Regions from separate parts of the Mus musculus genome. Here regions 2, 3, 4, 5 and 6 are each linked to region 1. Evidence: chromatin contacts called from public Hi-C and promoter capture Hi-C data. All regions are on one chromosome and are shown on one strand. Each heading gives the region's core, a stretch centred on a gene start, on an enhancer-like site or on the middle of the called end of the contact. The rest is flanking DNA. Distances are from core to core; before and after follow the strand shown.

Region 1 (2,931 bases), core at 132-2,631:
GAACAGGATCCCCAATGGAGGAGCTAGAGAAAGGACCCAAGGAGCTGAAAGGGTTTGCAGCCCTATAGGAGGAACAACAATATGAACCAGTCAGTAACCCCAGAGCTCCCTGGGATTAAACCACCAACCAAAGAGTACATGTGGAGGGACCGACTGCTCCAGCTGCATATGTAGCAGAGGATGGCCTTGTCAGTCATTAATGAGAGGAGAGGCCCTTGGTCCTGTGAAGGCGCTAAGCCCCAGTGTAGGGGAATGCCAGGACCAGGAATGAGGAATGGGTGGGTTGGTGAGCAGGGGGGGAGGGAGAGGGGATGGGGGTTATCGGAGGGGAAACCAGGAAAGGGGATAACATTTGAAATTTAAATAAAGAAAATATCTAATTAAAAAAATAAAAAAGAGGCCATAAATTTGAAAGAGATCAAGGAGGGCATGTGGGAAGTCTTAGAGGGAAAAGGGAGAGTAAATGATAAAATTATAATCTGAAAATAAAAGAAATAATCTTTTTTAAAAGGATGAATAGTAAAGTAAACATGAAGTACAAAATAAGGAAGTCCAATATAACAACAAAACAAAACAAAACAAACACAGTCAAAAAGAAGAGAGGGCTAGCAAGCTGGCTAACTGAATAAAGGGGCTTGCAGACAAACCTGATGACCTGAGTTCAAGCCTCAGAATCCACATAGTAGAAGGAGAGAACTGACTCCTATGAGTTTCTTTGTCCTTTTGATGTGTGTGCCTGTGTTCCTCCTGTCAACATACAATAAATGAATAATTGTGTTTAAGAGAAAAGGGAAGCTTTAAAAAATGCTTGTAAGAAGAAACAGAGGCCTGAAAGTGCCTTTTGCCATTCTAAATACATTTTCTAAACAGAATTAAATAGTATATAAAAGTGTAAAAAGAATTCTTAAAACAAAGAAATACATCATAGTCAGTTTTTCAGTATCTATGACAAATCGGTCCCAAAGCCCCAAGGGGATGCTTAAGCCTCTTATGGGAATTGCTGTATCCTTTTGCATATAACCCACACACATCACCCCTCTCTGCCCTTTAGCTCATATCTAGATTAATGCCAGTGCCTGGCAGGATATAAATTCTATGCACGCAGAGAGATTACATTTATTAGAGAAAAAGAAGAAAAATATATACATACCAAGCAGAGACAAAGTTTTTGAACAAGTACTTTCTGGTCCACAGAGGCAGAGTCCATGGTACACAAGAAGACAGACACATCACAGCCAAGTCTACCGAGAGAAGAACATATTTACCCCACACCACCCAGCCTGTGCTGCTGCAGGCTAAAGCAAATCCAAATGATCAGTGCTGAAACCTCTGAAACAGGAGCTGAACCAGATGTCTACGCTTTTTTAAAGATGTTTGTCTCAAGTGCTTGTTAAAGTAATGGAAAGCAGAAAAGAATTGGAGCAGACCGTTTCATATACACACTCTCATTCAAAAGGGGTATGCATGCTTGCTGAAACAAAAGAAACCAGGCCACAGTCTCAACCACCCACTAGTGATGGCAAAGCCACAAGAAAGAAATGTCAAGTTGGGAGTGTTCATATGTGCCAAACACAGCAAGAGGGTTAAGAATGGCTTGCGACTTTACAATTAGTAATGGCATTTACAAACTTGGTCATCGTTTGCCTTAGCAGGTTCAGTGGATGCAAACAAGCAGGAACTTGTGAAAGGATTGGATAGGGAAGGTGTGAGCCATATTATTACTTGAGTAAAAGGGTCCGAGATACAGCTACTTGTGTGGCACAGTTGAGGTAGTGGAAGGTGATTGCTGTTTCCTTCTTCTTGTTTTCAGGAGACTTATATGCAACCACAGACCACAGAGAAGGCGATGGGGGTGGAGGTGGAGGTGTGGGGGGCAGAAGGAAGATATGAAGGACCAGAAACATGGAAAGGAGGGAAATGGAAGCAGCTGTGATCTACCCTAACAGAAAGCATGGAAGTGACGCTTTCCTCAGAGCTAAGACAGAGGGAAAAGGCTGATGTAGAGGAAGGAGGGAAGCTAAGCATGATTGCCAACCAGAAGACAGAGCTGTCATGCAAGGTATGTTGGCTGGTTTTATGTCAACTTAACATGAGCTAGAGTACTGGAGGAGAGGGAGCCTTGATTGAGAAAATGTCTCTAGAAGATTGGGCTATAAACAGGTCTATAGAGCATTTTTCTTAATCAGTGATTGATGTAGGAAGGCCCACCCCATTGTGTGTGGTGACATTTCTGAGCTGGTAGTCCTAGGTTCTATAAGAAAGCAGGCTGATCAAGCCTTGGGGATCAAGCCAGTAAGCACCATCCCTCCATGATCTCATCTTCAGTTCCTGCCTTGTGTTCCTGCCTTTACTTCCTTTGATGATTGGCTATGATGTGGAAGTGTAAGCCAAAATAAATCTTTTCCTCCCCCAAGTTGTTTATGGTCATGATATTTTACTACACCCATAAAACCTCTAACTAAGAACAATCACCCACCCCACTTCACCCCAGCCTCACTAACAGTACAGACATCAAAGCAGTTCCTGATAATGAGGCCAAATAAGCTGAACAATTCACACCTGTAATGTAGATCTAAGTTTTGGCTAAGGCCAAAGATGATTTAACGTTTTGTAAGGAGAATGGAATTCAAGTACATGTCCTAAAAAATGGCGAGAGTTCCAGGGAGTATAACATGGAGTAGCGGGATCCTTGGTGAACGTAATATGAAGACGCTGACCAAATGGCCTTGGCTTTCGGAAGGGAACTAGGAATGGATCAAATTCTAATCATTACAAAGGCAAACATGATTCAAAAATGTTGGAGAAGCCTGAGACACTGTGATCCCTCAGTAACTACTCAATAGGTATTTCCAGGCTAACACATCTTGCATGGGTGTTTGGAGTAGTTTCTTAGATACTTCTCTCAATAATCAGCTACATCTCCTACCTGTT
Region 2 (2,931 bases), core at 160-2,659, 450 kb after region 1:
ACTTTGTAGGTATTTTAAAGTTTTGTTAGTATTTTATAGTTAGTACAACAAAACGTACTTTGTATATCGCTAGTTAATGTTCTGTGCTTCAAGTTTTGGCTAAATGATACATATAATAAATGAATCATAGATAACAATCTTGGAAAACAAGTAGAGCTGTTCTGTTTCTACTACAAGAAACAGAATTGTCAGTAATGTTAGTAACTGTGGCAGTTAGTTCTAATCATCTGAAAATCTTTAGGCCCAGCAAGGTTGCATGCCTGGCTAGAAGCCAATCTAACTAGTTTGTGGGACTATGGGCAGAATCGTGGTGCCTTTGTTCTTGCTGGTTACCCAGGGACCTCAGTGATATTTGGAAACAATTACTGTCTGCCTCAATTTAGAGGGAAAATCAAAGAGGCTAGCCTGGCTTTAATTCCTCCAGCGTTACACTCATAGACCCTTTGGGGGATGATAGGTGAAGAAACATAACTTTAACAAAGGGGACTCAGGAATTGTTAGGCAACAAGAGATGAGGGGTGGGGATGGTTTGGCTGGCCCTGTAAGTCCAACCTCTGAAAACCATTCATAGCCCAAATATCCCTACACTCAATCCTGGCCTCCCTTGTAGTTACCAGGGCATATGACAGATTAAAGAAACAAGACTACATACACATGTCACCAGCAAGGTCCTTTTATACACAAATAAAAAAATAAACCTTGCTAGCAGGCTGGATGGTCGATCTGTTTAAGTGGCTCTCGAAATGTCTTGGAGGTTTAATAAAGCATACCCTGGGCTGAATTTCCAGAGACTCTCACATCATGAGGGTTCTGACCCAATGACCAGTTCACTATTGGGAAGTAGAATTCTGGAAGGTGGGGCCTGGTTGGAGATGGGCCCCTATGGTAGTGACCATGGAGTTCTACCTTCCTGTCGTGACTTATGCTTCTTCCCATCTGTAAGGCACTCTGCTCTACTCTCAGGCTGCCCTAACTTCACACCGCATGCTCCTGCCACCATGATGCTCTGTCTCACCACAGAACCAGAGCCAAATAGTCAAGGACTGTGGACTGAGATCTAAGCAGCTAAATACAACCCTAAGGCATACAGGGATATACCTGGCATTCCCACTCCATGTATTCTGCCTTAAAGTAACGTGTCCCTTCGGCAGAATCATACATAGGTAAATGACAAACAATGTTAACTCACTTTTACCCGCCTTCCACCTCCACAAGCTTTAGAAGAGGGAGGTATATGTCTATTTTCCTCATGAAGACATGAAATGTTCTACCTCAGAGTAGTTCTTCCCATAGCAGAGGGCAGAACCATGGCTCCCTTGAGAGATGGATGAAAAAGAGATGGTTTCAGACCTTCTAAGGACATGTAACCACAGACTTGGACAGTATCTAGAAACCCAGAAGAAAACCACAAACCACTGCCTGCCATGCTCCTACCAGCTGTACTGGAGAAGACAACACACCGAGCCTTAGGCAAGGCAGCCTCAAAAAGGTCGCCCATGCTGTCCACACCACAGAGCGGCTTTCTTTCCCTGGACATATGCTGAGCAACTCTAGGTTACAGGGCCATTTAAGACACAAAGGGGTCCAAGCCATAGTAACCCCAAGGAGGGCGTAGGAGCAGAGACAGGGTGTTCCCGTACTCCTGCAGTTCTAATGAAGTTGGCTATGGCTACTCACAAAGCCAGATCAATCGCCAGCTAAATCAGAAGTTTAGTGGCATTTTCCAAAGAAATAGAAACAAAATAGGGAATAGGGAAGGTAGGAATTCTACTAATTCCATGTCAAAATAATTATAAACTTTAAAAATATATCTCAGCAGAAGCATGACAAAATGTTTTGGCAAATTTCTTGGATCAGGGCCCACAAAATTCAGGCAAACCAGTAGCTATTCTAGACCAATATTCTTTATTTAATGAGACTTTTTCATCTAAGCAGTTATTGAATGAACAGCTTTACAGCTGACAAGGATGCCATGGCTCAGAACTGAAAGACACAATGGGACAGAGCACTCCATGTCCCGGTTCTGATGAAGAACTTGTCTCAAGAGCAGCACTAAGGGGCAGGAATCAGGCAAGGGAAAAGGCACAACATTGACAGGACAATTAGTATCTATCAATTACTGTTAGAGAAGCAATTCTCAATAGGAAGAAGCATTTGGGGTGGGATGAGGAGAAAAGAAATAAGTTTAAACAGTCCTTCATGTCAAAACAGTTTCCAAAAATTAGAATCAAACCTGTAGAACAAGAAGCATTTGGTCACCTACACTGACTTTATATGAGTAAGCTTTTTTTTTTTTTTTTTTGCTTCTAAACAAATGGAACCCCCACTTAAGATAGGCGTCACAGTTTACTTAAACAGCACCTACAGGTTTGAACTAGATCTCCATGTTACTGACTCACAAGGTGGTGACTCAATTATACTAAGTTAAAGACTCCAGAAAAAAAAAATAACTATGAAAAAAGGCAGGTCATTCTCTTTAAAAATGTCACTAAGCACCCCACGCCATGTTGGACAGCCTTTAAGGCTGGAGTGAGCAGAGTACCCAGCAGCGCCCTACCCAGCACGTTTCCTGGGGGGACTTCTTCCAGATCTTCCAGCTCCCTTCCCATCAGAAGGTACAGGTTCTCCAGAGTACAGCACGCCATGTGGGGCACAGGAGGGAGGTCCTCTAGTGGAGCTGAGAAGCCTAGTGGAACCTGCCAGGGAAAACAATGGAAACCATGAGGTAAGACACTATAGCGCCCTCTAGTGAGGAAGCAGGCGAGGCACTGCAGCACCCTCAAAGGTTTACTGAGCAGCAAGACACTGTGCAGTGACCTCTGCCTCTTCCCTAAATGCTCGAAGCTGAAATGGTATTTTAATGGATTATGATAAGAAACGAGTCGTATTTGATTCTGAAATATGAAAATCTCTCAAATGTTTAAAATGTGT
Region 3 (2,931 bases), core at 270-2,769, 430 kb after region 1:
AGGAAGCAAATGGAATCTGCCTGTCATGTCCACTCTGGTGGGCTGTGTCTTGAGGAATTTGCTGTATGTGTGAACTCACAGCAGGTATTTACTTCCTTAGAGGACACAGTTCACAGCAATGCCACAAGTGGTGCCCATTTCCCAATCATTGGTTAGAGTGCATTTTCAGAAAAAAATATGGACCTAGACTTCATACAATAAATGAAGATAAGCACTCGGGCAGGCTGAGCAGTAGCAATATATCTGGAGCTGTTCACAGTGCGAGTTATGGTTCTCTAGAGGAGGGGAGGGAAGGGGAGGGGAGGGGAGGGCCTTTCTTTCTTGCCTTTCCCTGTCTCCTCTCACTCTCTCCTTTCCTATGCATCCTAGACAAGGCTCTATCATACAGCTCTAGCTCTAGGTCTATCCATTAATTGTTCTTCTTCTTTTTTTAACCTCTCTGGCAAAAGCTACAATACACAAGAATATGAGTAGAAAACTGAAAAAGTAATTCAAAGTACTTAATAAAAGCTGAGTATCTTCAACACACATTAAAAAAAAAAAGAAGCTTTTTATCAGTAAATGAGAACAGTAAAAGAATACAGGCCATGTTGGGTATGACGGTACACTGAGTTCCATCTAGTGTGGCCTAGTCTATAGAGTGAGTTCCGGATCAGTCAGAGCTACACAGTGAGATGCTGTCTTCAAGAAAAACACTCACCTTCAACACATCTGCTGTGTGTTAGTTCCAGTGTATTTTGTAGTTGGAACTTCAGCCTTCACGGTTTTTCTTTTTTAGAGGGCAGCTGTACTTTCATTTCCAAGGGAAACAGTTCCTATCTGCCTCAGTAGCAATGCACAGGCTCCCCCTCACAGTTCTGGAGCACATCTGTATCTGGAAGCTTTGTTATGTGCAATTCTTACTTATTTCCCACTTAAAAATTCCTCTAGGCTCTCTCCTTCCTACTTTTAACTAACAGCCAGCTAAAAAACAAAGGGTCAGAGGTCAAAGGGCAACAGGGGAAAGGTCATTGAAACACCACCATCATGTTTTAGCACAAAGTACTCGACTCTAGGAAAGCCCAGCTCTGCTGTCTCCTCATGCACATTGTGCAAGCACAGGGGTGTGCGTGCGTTCACTGTGCAAGGAGGGCACAACAAATACCCAGGGCTGAAACCCCTCTCACCAAGCAAATTGCTTCCAGATTCCGTGTGCTCTTGTGTCATGGAGTTTTGCTACAGTCAGAAGCAGCCACCTATGTCTGATCTAGTTAGGTATTTAATGCCTTTGTTTTTAATACAATGTAATGACTTTAATATAATTTTACAGTAATCTCAGCACTCAGAAGGCTGAGGAAGTTACACTTGTCTAAGTTTAGGCCAGCCTGGGCCTGAGACAGACTGTGTTTCTGGGGGAAAAAAATTAAATAAATGTGCATAATTTAGTCTTTAAAAATAGCCAAGTTTAACAACTGGCTGGCAAAATTTGTGAAACTTAACAACTGGCTCTTGAGAACTGACAGCTCCCCCTGTTTTGTCCTACAGGGCCAATCAGATTTTCCAGAGCTGAGCTTGTGGCTCCAGCTATTTGAGGGCTGCAGTCTGTGGCTTGGTTTTTCTCCCATTTTGGCATCCGTTTCTGATCTACAATCTTTACAGTCCTTGCCTCCTGTCTCATGGCGGAGACAAGCTCTCTTCAGTGGTCTCCTGAATGCTTCACGGTGCTGGGCAGCCATATCATTTCTCGGTAACACGTACTGAGAAGTGTACCACATGGGGGGCGGGGGGAAGGGTCTGTTATCACCTCAGAGGGAACTTAGAGACCTCCTGACAGGGCTGAGAGGACACAAGCCTGAGGACACAGAAGTGTCACAACACTGCACATTGTTCCATAGCTTGCTTCTAACTAGGGAGGTGTACATGCTAACATGAAGATTATGAGTACAGGACTGGCGTAAGCCACTTCTCTTCAAGAATGCAGACAACAGAGTGCGCTTATAAGCACACTGGGCTCCATACTAGCATTACCACACCCGTGAGAGCTGGGTTGTACTTGAATTGTGATGGCTACCATATCTGTAGGATGAGCAACTTGTCAGCTCCATTACAGTCCTGTGGGAATCACATCTTCATGAGAGAAGTGCCTTACGAGGCTGTGACTATAATCTCAGCTAGGGAGCAGCTCCGAAGGAGGATTCTGAGTCTCCTTCTCTAAAATCTCAGCCTGAAGGTTAATTTCTTGATCTTTGCTGTTTAAAGTCCTTGAACTCTGAATAGAACAATCATGTCCTTTGAAGCTTTTTGTAGGCAGCAAGCGTTGCTGGTCTCAGAGCACGGTGCAAGTTTCTTACTTCATCCATCATATGAAGGATGCCAGCAGAGGAGAGTGGGCACAGTGACTGCGGCCCAGTAGCTGGCTCTCTTCTTGATCCTCAGCTATCCACTGTGATTCTGATGGATGCAATGTCCTCCTACACTGACTGAATAATCTCTCCCCAAGCCTTCTTTCACTTCACACCAGTCTGGTTTACATGAGCCTCCTTGCTTTAGCTGATGAAGTTGGCTCTCTTCTGAACTTTAACTGTCTGTGCTAGTTTTATGAGTGGTGAGGAGTTTGTGACTGGTGCTATACAACTGTGCAAGTTTTTATATCCCACCAAAAAAGGAGGGAAGGCTTTACATTTCTTATAAGAATCTGTAGATTCTTTGCCACTTATCAGATGATCTTGTACCACTGAATGGTATAAATACTAAAGAGTTGTCAAGCAGAACCAGGAGACTTTTACTCTTGTTCCAAACAGTGTTTCCCTTCACATTTTCAGTAGCATAAGCAACAGTATCAGTAGGCCTATCTATTTTACATGTATGCATACATTATTCTCACATATACATACATAGTACATATGTATAATATGTTGTATGTATGTATTAGATGTATATATTATATTTTCT
Region 4 (2,931 bases), core at 201-2,700, 390 kb before region 1:
CCTCAATCCAATGACTCTCCATTATAAAAACAGCAGATACACACAACAGAATGGCTGTGGAGTGATCGTGGTGGGAGGGGTAGCCATCACAAATGCTTTACAGATTTTTTTTTTTTTTCCCTGAATTGAGGCTCATAAGGCTCTGAAAGCAAGCGGAGCCTACAAGACTCTGGAAGTCAACTGAACTTCAGAAGCTCGGAAGTTTAGAGAATTCCCAGGGCTCCATGTCATAAATATAGTAAACAACGGCTGGGGATTGCTAGGGAGACGAGACTCTTCAGTGGCTTTGACCTCCAGTTCAGTTCACTTCAGGGATATGGTTTTGTAAGCTGTCACTCAAGTTTGGATGGCTTTCCAGTGTGAAGCTGCTTTTGAGAGGTCTATGCTCCTGTAGTTAAACTGCAGTGAACTCACTGTCACCAAGCTAATAGGTGGGGTTCTTTCTTTGATCTGTTATTGATGGGCTATCTAAGGGGAATAGAGATTTGTTCATGTCTCCCCAGGAAAAGTCACAAAACAACTCTAGTGTATTAATTACTTTTATAGCACTGTGACTATTGTTATGTGACAGAGGGTCTCAGTCGATAGTGTTGGGGAGAAGACAGTGGAGTAGCTGAGATCATGTTGGCAGAGTATGTGGTAGAGGCTTTTCACATAACAGTGGGCCAGGAAGCATGACAGGAAGTTGGCACGGATAGCACACCCACAATAACCTACCCCCTGTGACGACTCCTTCCATGCAGGCCCATCTTCCCAAGGCTCTGGGAATCACCTGAAATCACCCCATCAGGGGAAAGAGGAGGCTGGGACAGACATTTCAGATTCAAACCATAACACTAAGAAACAAAGCTTCAAACAAAACTAATCCTCCTGGCACAATAACTGTAGACTTGAAGCCTGCCAAGAATAAATCTATGTTGGGTAATACACTCAATCTTTGGTATTTTATGATGGCACCCAGAACAAGCCAAAGCACTTTGTGTTCAAGCAGATTCATTGTTATTAGGCAGTCGATTGCATCCTGTGCCCTCCCCAAATCTGTGTGTTAGAGTCTTGCGAGCATCTTGTTTAGAGGACCTTAACAGAGTCAGTTCAGGTTAAGTGATGTTCTAAGAGAGATGCCCTAACAGAACAGGGACATGAGGCTACTTCTTTTTGCCTCTGCCTTCTCTTTCTCCTTTCTCTTCTGTCTTCTCTTCCCCCTTCCTTCTCCCGGAATTGCTCTCTCTCTCTCTCTCTCCCCCCCCTCCTCTTTCTCCTGTCCTTCCTCCTTCCCCTCCTCCAGAGCTTTGTCTCTCTTCCTACCTAGCCTCCTCGAGACCAAGTGAGGACACGGTGTTAAAAGTGCATATAAGACAGGAGGAGAAATCGACTGAGAACCCTGCCCTGCAGGCTGCTGATGCTTTATTGTGAACTCAAGCATCCAAAACTGAGAAAGCATTTTGTGCTGCTTCAGCCCCTAGACTGTAGTAGGGCTGTACACCAGCGCTGTCAGGGCAACGTGCTTCCCATGTACATACTTATTCTTTGTTTCCAGGTGGTTTCCATATGCATCTCACAGAAAATTAAACATTTCAAAGTCCACATTCTAATGAAGAAAGAGAGGCCATCAATGAGAGCTTGGTACAGGTCCTGTTTGCTTTGGATTGCCTTGTGTTAACTTTCTTTGGATGTGATTTCAAAAGCAGTCATCTTATACCCTCTGCTGAGGCAGTGTCTGGGAAAGACAAGGAGAGGGCTGAGCTCTGATAATTCTTCTGTCCAGCATTTGGATTTAAACTGTAACTGGAGACTCTGAAATCACTAAGGCCCTTGACCTCCCCTTACTCTCCCCACCCCTAGCATGATCTCACAGGGGCAGCCTCTTGCTCTTCCTTTCATGTTCCAGAATGTGGCAAAGACCATGAAAATAAAATGTTGACTCCTGATGCAAGAGGCTCTGAGTTCAGACAGTCTATCCTGGTCCTAGGGAATGGAGCCAGAGTAGTATTTCTTGCGTCTTCACCAAGACCTCTCTTTCTCTGCCACTAACTTTGCATAAAGCATCTAACACACTAAACACATGGTTGCCTCAGAACACAGGTCAGGAGAACCTGAGCTTCTGTCTCTTTGGTGATATTGTGATTAACAAAACTGAAAAAAAGGAAGGCCTCCTCAGCTACTTGCTTAGCCTCAAAAGGGGAGGTTTGATTAGTAAGGAGAGGGTAATTCCACCTTCTTGATAGAAAGCAAAAATGCAAAAACTTGAGTCCACTCTTTCAAAAAGGCTCAAAGCTGGTATAATTCTTGGACACTCAGTAAAATATATGACCTATTTTGGCAGATAAAATAGAAGCACCAAGTCAACACATTTAAAACCATAAAATAGCTTTGTTTTCATTTTTTTCACCCAGGCTATTCTAAAACATTATGCAGCTCAAGCTGGCCCCAAACTCATGGCAACACATAGGACCCCCATGGTAAGATTGTAGAAGGGAGAAAAAGAGGCCTGGACACCTGGAGGGAGAGACTGGGACATGAATGTCTCTGTGAGGTACAGAGCCTGACTATGTACAGCCTGGCTTAGCCTCTCAGATGCTAGGATTAGAGGCAGGAGCCATCACATCCAGCATTAATAAGTCAATGCAATTAGGTATAGCATTTTTCCCCCCATCAGAGCTAGGGTTGAACCTGAGGTCTTACAATTGTTAGACAACCTCTCTAAGCCTCTGAGTCCCATCCCACACAAGTTCCTTTATATTCATTCACAAATGACAGTCGCCCATTTTTCTACGGAGCTCCTGGAGGCATGGAAGAGTGCACACATTTATACAACAAACAGAACATTTGTAAAATTTCACTGTATGGAAGTCTATAGACGGATGCAATAGCAACAATATGTTTCTATGATCTATATTTTAAACCAGTTTTTAAATCCAAGCAATGGATAGC
Region 5 (2,931 bases), core at 191-2,690, 380 kb after region 1:
AGTGAGCCACAAATTGCCTGTCTTATCCTCCCAGTGCCGGGACTGTAGACATCTGCAGCCATACTTGCTTTTTCACATGGGTGCTAGCGATCTGAACTCAAGTTCTCATGTTTGCAGAGCCATGTTTTCACCCCCTGAGCCTTCTTTCTAGACCCATTCATACAAATTTAAAGAGACTCAATAAAATAAGTTTCAAAGGAAGACTCAGTATATATTTTTTTTCTGGTCAGGCCTGGTGGTGTAAACATATAACCTTATTAGCTGAGGAGGGAAGGCGGAAGGGTCGGGGATCCAAAACCAGCTGTGGCTGCATAGCCAACCTGAGAAACTTATTCATACCTTGGTCCTTTCATGAGCTTTTAAAATGAAAATAAAATATATGATAGATTGCTCATCCAATGACAATGACAGTGTAACAGCTCTGAAGGCTTACTTAAGGCTCTGTTTATAGAAAGTCCCAGGCCTTATGTACCCAATACCCTCTGTTAGATCAGAGACACTATAACCCACTTTCCTGTGCCAGTGTTGACCAAGGCCAGCCTTGTGAGCTGGATGACTGTCATCTATGATGTCAGAAGGCTGAGTTCTGACAGCTGCGCTCAGCAAGGGCAGCACCACTGAGACCGGGGCAGCACCTCTCAAGGTCACTACCCAGAAGCAGAATCGTCTCACTCAGTCACAGACAGTGTCTAGGTGCACAGCCCAGTCACCACATACCGGCCACTAGGACCCCAGGACCCCAGCAGAGCTCCTGCCCTCCAGGCACTGCCACTTAAAATCTACTTCTTTCTTTTACTGCTTCGTGTTTGATGTAAGAAACCAAACCCAAGCTCAAAGGCTAGAATTTTGGATAAACAGGAAATGGTTAACTATAAGCTGAAGGTTAACAGTGCCCTAGATGTTTTCGACACAATGAGAAACAAAGATGAAGGCTACTTGGTAAAAAGGCAATGAAGGAACTCATCAGAACATCATTTAGCATTCAAAAGTGTAAAAGTCAAGAGAAATCTTGAGTGACTGTAAAACATGCTAACTAAAGAGATGCAGCTAAGTGTGAGCACTGTTTGGTTCTATCAAGCATCATGGACTGGACTTTCATGGGGAAAGCAGACACCCAGCGCTCTGGGCTGGAAACTGCATACACCTATCCAGGTGACAGGGACTACTGAATTAAAGCAGATGTGCCTGTTCAAAGTCTTACTTCTTACTTTGCTGATCACAGTTTAAAGAGAAAGGTCTGCCTCAATTATTTCCATTTTTCACTAATCGTGTAAATGTAAGCTCTGTGTTTAAAGAATTCTAGAGAAAGAACGCCATCAAGCTGCAGGAAGTGAGAGAAGTGCAGACATAGAAAGGAGCCCTGGCCAGCAGCAAAGCCTACAACACAGGGCTCGAGGTGGTGGCTCCACATAAATTATCCCAGAAGTGAAGTCTCTGCACTGTCCCAGTAAGCAGCAGAGACAGCACGTAACCACCAGCCCAGCAGACAGTAACACTCCCAGGCTACACTCTATCGCGGAAGGAGGGAGCTAGAATTACCGAGGTTTCCTACAAACAAGAAAGCACTGCTGTTTTGAGACAGCCTCTCTTGGGCTTTAGGCTTTTCCTTCCTCAGTTTTCCTGGCCGAGTGTTCTCGCTGCTAGTTAATGGCTAAGTCTCCTTTAAGGAAGGCCTACCCCATGCCTCCCACACACTCAGAACACGGTACTAACAACACCCTTCTCTTCCCTGCAGTGCACCTACTGAGTGTCCTTTTGTGACTGCACAAAAATTTGCTGTGTGCTTGACTCCATGCTGTGGTCAAGGAAAGGCTGTGGTGAGCAGGAGCTTATAAAGACAAACTGCAGATCTCCCTTCAAGAGTTCTCCCCTTGATGCTGGAAGAATCTCTCCCCATCCTCCTACCCCCAAGGGAAAAGCGTTCGAGTTTCACATTCAAAAGTGCTGTCATTTTTCTTTAACTTAACGTATGTCTGCAGCAAGAGAAGAATGGACTAAATGCCCTGTAACTCCGATTTACGTTATAGACAGAGTGCTCGTTGGGTTGGTGCTGTGAGCTGGCTTTCACAGGCCCCTTGCCTGGGCCCCATGCCAGTAACAGCCAGCTTCACGTAGCCTCTGCCTGGCTCTCGGGAAGGTGGGGCTGCATCTCACCTCCCAGTGGCTGAACACCAGCTGTGGGCTGGCCAGTCCGCTGGTCCTCTTCCTGATCTCATCCGCAAAGCCAAAGCTTTCCGCTACAGGCAGCACAGCCTTGATGATGAACATGTCCGTCCCTTCCTTCATCTCTTCCTGAAGCACTCGACCTTCTCGCTTTGACAGCACGGCATAGACTCGGCCTACAAAACCAAAACTCCTTAAGTTCACCCACCGATCACAACTTGACCCAAAGCCACAACAATTTGCATGCTTAGTAATGATACCATGAATATTTAACTGCTAATTAAAAGGACAAAATTAGAAAAAAATGCATATAAAAGATAACAAGAGTCCAAAATGTGCCCCCCAGTGACAACCCCCACCATGCAGTGTGAGAGGTATGGCCTCTGGAATTACAAGCAGAATTATCTCTGGGCATGAAATCCAATGAGAAAAGTGTGACTGGATTCCTATAACTATTTAAATGCTTCAGTCACTATTTTTAATACGATGACCAAAATGGTGTTAAGAGACCATTTGAGCTCAGAAACCAAGCAATTGACAATGAATGGCATTTTTTTTATTTTTTATTTTTTTTTTATTTGGGAGGTTGACAGACACAGACCCGGGGACAGCGAGACGCACGGAAGCCGGGATGGTGCGTCTCGGTCGGATGCAGACTCGGGCTTGGTCCCCGGGGAGAAGAAGGAAGCAGGAAGCAGGGAGCAGGGAGAACCGGGACAGGGGGACAGGGGGACAGGGGGACAGAGAGACCCGAGCTGCGCAGGCCAC
Region 6 (2,931 bases), core at 256-2,755, 310 kb before region 1:
TTATTCTGTTGTCCCCAGTCGGTGAAAGAAGTCTTTTAGAAGACTTTGCAAAGTGGTATTGGTGATAAAATGCATGAAGATTCACAAAACAGAACCCCATCTGGTCTGCCCCTCAGGACTAATGTAATGTTAGAATTGCTTAGGGTTTAGTCATAAAAATATAAATATAAATGGCTTCCAACTGAGGCCATTTAATATTGGGAAGAGAGTTACTTTTGAATTGGAGTATTGAATGAAAGGAAACAGCAAAGGAGGAAATTCATGTACATACAAACATGCGCAATACAAAACAGTGGTCACCCATAGAACTGGGGAAAGGAATGCACTTGGAGCTGTAGGAACATGAAGCATAGATGTAAGGCCCATATGGCTGCAACCAAGGCCTCTGACCAGGGTGACAGTTAATGTTGTGGCAGAGCACTCTGCAAGTCTGTGATGGTGTAGCTCTTCAGAGTCCTGAAGGAAGCTGGCATCCAAAGCTGAGTACTGCCATGGAGGAGGGGAGCCATTACTGAGATGACAGCTGCAAGGACAACTCACAGAAAAGGAAAGGCTCTTGTTGTCCCTTCCCTTCACAAGAGTTCCAGTATCCTTCCTTCTTGAAGAACCCATCTTGAAATCATCTGGGTAGAAGTGGAGAAGATAGAATTGGAGTGAAGGGCCACTGGTCAATCCCTGCTGGTGTGTTTGTTACTTTCTAACTGTGACAAAGCACTTGACAGAGCCTACTTAAAGAAAAGAGAGGTTTGGGCTCACAGTTTAAGGTGTATCAGCTTATTGTGGCCAAGAAAGCTTGTCTGCTGAGGCAGCTAAATCCAAAGGACTTGAGGCAAGACTTAATTACTTCTTCATGGCTCAGGAAGCAGAAAGTGGGGCAGGGCTATAATCTATACTACCTGCCACTTCAGCCAGCCCCAAACCACCAGGGGCATATTCAGTGTTCAGACTTAGGGCAAACTTACTGTTTAAGAATTTTGAAGAATTTAGCTTATATATCCAAGAAAAAAAAGGAGAAATTTTGAGTCATCTTACTATAGTGAGTTAGCATTTGGGTTTTTCTGAATTAGGATTTAAGTGAGCATTATGATTTGAATGTAGCATTGACTCAGTGCAATTCATTATGTTAAAGATGTGTGATTTGAGCTCACAGGCCTGCCCTGAACATTTGTACCATGTTAGACGATGATTTTCATTGACCAGGAGACAGAAAGAGCAAGTGAGCAAAGAGACCGAAGAACACCACCATGGACTGGAGATTAACCAACAGAAATTCACATTAACTCTAAAACCAGAGCTCCTGCATATTCATTTCACTCAAGACTCTCCAGTTTCCAAATTCATTTTAGAATTATGAGGCTGTCCAGTCATATTTATACTTTTGTTATGTCCTTCCTGGTTCTCAGCCTCCAAAAATGTAGTAATTTGGCCTTTTCTGCTTAGACAAACACCTGGAAGCTCTCCTGGGAAAGATCCCAAGTCTAGACATAGCTTTTAAAAAAATCCACACATGTGTTTCTCGTTATGAGGAGCTTTAGCTCTGCAGACAAGAGAAAATTCCCATGCCTTTACGGAGTTACCAATTATGTCACATTCTGTGAAGAAATGCTCGTGACTAATATATAAATAATTGTCTTCAAAAAATTATAATAAAAGGGAAGACAGAGAAGAAAGATGGTTGCATTTGAGGTTCTGAGAGTTTTAGTTTTGAATGCAGGTCTTGGGTAACAGGAAGAAGAGGTGACTTTCAACCATCTACCTGGGAAGCTATGTTGTTTTTATAATTTTGGCAAGCTCACACTGACAGCAATCTGAGCATATCCACCGAGCTGCTATCTTTTCCATTTTCTTCTTCCTCCCCCCTTCTCTTCTTTGCTTTCTACTCCTCCATCTATGAACACAATAAAAGGCAAGCATCTGTACACCTTTTCTGTTCTAGGAAAACATATAAAGCACTAAAAGTAAGTGCATTAAACTAAAATTTCTTCAGAACACAATGCAATTAAGAAAGGCCCCAAGGAGATCCAGGACCTGTTGCAGTTACAACTGCAGAGGTGTGGGATATCAAGACATGGCAGTTTCTCACCAGTGTTTGCCATCACTTTCTTAGAGCATCCAGAATTAATTGTAGCAATAACTTAGGAACAGGTAGAGAGAAGGTATACATATAATGCATAATGAGAACAGACACTCAAACAGGGATAGTAGTCACTTTTGTATAGCAAACAGGTTAAAAAAAAAAAACTAGAGAGAAGTCAAAACTGGAGAAATGAGGGCACTGGGTCAGGTGACTGACTACTATGTTGAAGATGTTAAAAGAAAACCTGGCAAAACACACACACATTCCATGATTCCATTTGTGATGGTTGATTGTTTGTTTAATGCTACCAGTTATTGGATCCTTAATCCTACAAGCTTGTAACTAGTTGAACTTTCCTACCATTTCTGTCACTCATATTTAATGATCAAAATAATAATAGATGTGTATTTGGGATTATGAGATGGCTCAACGGTTAAGAGCACTTGCTGCTCTTGTGGAGGGCCTGAGTCTAGTTTCCAGCATCTATATGTGGTTTCTGATAATGGTTTTTAACTCCAGCTCCAAGGGACCTCATCCTCTCTTCTGGCCTCTGTGTGTATGCAAGTATACATTCACATACCCATATACATATACACTCAATCAAGAATCAAATAGATCTTCAAAAAACCCAAGAATATGTATGTGTAATCTGTCAGGGGTCTATGTAAACACTGACATAGGGCAATCACTTTTTTTAAGTCAACTACACTGACAACTACAAACTATATCCACAATACACACCTTAGATGATTCGATAATAGATGAAAGACCATTGCATACCTTGAAGAAATATTTTTGAAGATGATAAGCTGAAAGAAAATGCCCCAAACCTTTCATTTCATTTACAAACATTC

What was found. Promoter capture Hi-C pulls out the DNA fragments that hold promoters and counts their contacts. Hi-C and Micro-C count contacts between places; a contact is called where the count stands out from the background.
Region 2: a contact with region 1 is called in a promoter capture Hi-C map of embryonic stem cells, with 5 times the contacts expected there. The contact joins the enhancer-like site here to the promoter of A530021J07Rik in region 1. A contact is called at or near these places in 10 of 39 promoter capture datasets (the C10 cell line, the HPC-7 cell line, cranial neural crest and 5 more), 1 of 484 Hi-C or Micro-C datasets (bone marrow-derived macrophages) and 2 of 9 other capture datasets (embryonic stem cells and macrophages).
Region 3: a promoter capture Hi-C map of liver shows a contact between it and region 1, with 2.6 times the contacts expected there. The contact joins the enhancer-like site here to the promoter of A530021J07Rik in region 1. A contact is called at or near these places in 13 of 39 promoter capture datasets (the HPC-7 cell line, HPC-7-derived erythroid cells, cranial neural crest and 7 more), 2 of 15 datasets of contacts at CTCF or cohesin (large pre-B cells and pro-B cells), 3 of 484 Hi-C or Micro-C datasets (cerebellar granule neurons and uterus) and 3 of 9 other capture datasets (embryonic stem cells, embryonic tail and macrophages).
Region 4: a contact with region 1 is called in a promoter capture Hi-C map of stem cell-derived epiblast-like cells, with 3 times the contacts expected there. The contact joins the enhancer-like site here to the promoter of A530021J07Rik in region 1. A contact is called at or near these places in 15 of 39 promoter capture datasets (the C10 cell line, the HPC-7 cell line, cranial neural crest and 9 more), 11 of 484 Hi-C or Micro-C datasets (cardiomyocytes, cerebellar granule neurons, cerebellum and 6 more) and 1 of 9 other capture datasets (embryonic stem cells).
Region 5: a Hi-C map of CD4 T cells shows a contact between it and region 1, with 1.6 times the contacts expected there. The contact joins the enhancer-like site here to the promoter of A530021J07Rik in region 1. A contact is called at or near these places in 2 of 39 promoter capture datasets (liver and pre-B cells), 1 of 484 Hi-C or Micro-C datasets (CD4 T cells) and 1 of 115 datasets of contacts at active chromatin or transcription factors (thymic regulatory T cells).
Region 6: a promoter capture Hi-C map of embryonic stem cells shows a contact between it and region 1, with 3 times the contacts expected there. The contact joins the enhancer-like site here to the promoter of A530021J07Rik in region 1. A contact is called at or near these places in 6 of 39 promoter capture datasets (the 3T3-L1 cell line, cranial neural crest, embryonic stem cells and 2 more).

What each region holds. Positions count from the first base shown.
Region 1 is chr7:83,146,920-83,149,850 of GRCm38.p6, reverse strand. It overlaps A530021J07Rik (Riken cDNA A530021J07 gene), which reads right to left and starts at 1,381. Exons shown (of 5, transcript NM_177895.3): 1 at 1,151-1,381; 2 at 648-747. The coding sequence starts at 1,207.
Region 2 is chr7:82,697,644-82,700,574 of GRCm38.p6, reverse strand. Efl1 (elongation factor like GTPase 1) reads right to left here. Exons shown (of 20, transcript NM_175317.3): 15 at 2,558-2,696. Among named protein-coding and RNA genes, the nearest start is that of Efl1, 50 kb to the right of the region's middle. Within about 2 kb of position 1,409, at least 9 of the 459 cell types and tissues checked have an H3K27ac peak or open chromatin away from gene starts, as enhancers often do.
Region 3 is chr7:82,721,494-82,724,424 of GRCm38.p6, reverse strand. The region is part of intron 15 of Efl1 (elongation factor like GTPase 1); the gene reads right to left. Among named protein-coding and RNA genes, the nearest start is that of 4933406J10Rik, 33 kb to the left of the region's middle. Within about 2 kb of position 1,519, at least 23 of the 459 cell types and tissues checked have an H3K27ac peak or open chromatin away from gene starts, as enhancers often do. A contact at or near this core is called in liver, pro-B cells and uterus, where this site is marked.
Region 4 is chr7:83,539,725-83,542,655 of GRCm38.p6, reverse strand. Gm10610 (a long non-coding RNA gene) reads left to right here. Exons shown (of 2, transcript XR_140845.5): 2 at 1-2,931. Among named protein-coding and RNA genes, the nearest start is that of Gm10610, 9.4 kb to the left of the region's middle. Within about 2 kb of position 1,450, at least 8 of the 459 cell types and tissues checked have an H3K27ac peak or open chromatin away from gene starts, as enhancers often do.
Region 5 is chr7:82,771,865-82,774,795 of GRCm38.p6, reverse strand. It overlaps Efl1 (elongation factor like GTPase 1), which reads right to left. Exons shown (of 20, transcript NM_175317.3): 19 at 2,155-2,339. Among named protein-coding and RNA genes, the nearest start is that of 4933406J10Rik, 18 kb to the right of the region's middle. Within about 2 kb of position 1,440, at least 46 of the 459 cell types and tissues checked have an H3K27ac peak or open chromatin away from gene starts, as enhancers often do. A contact at or near this core is called in thymic regulatory T cells, where this site is marked.
Region 6 is chr7:83,458,270-83,461,200 of GRCm38.p6, reverse strand. No RefSeq gene overlaps it. Among named protein-coding and RNA genes, the nearest start is that of Gm29976, 77 kb to the right of the region's middle. Within about 2 kb of position 1,505, at least 15 of the 459 cell types and tissues checked have an H3K27ac peak or open chromatin away from gene starts, as enhancers often do.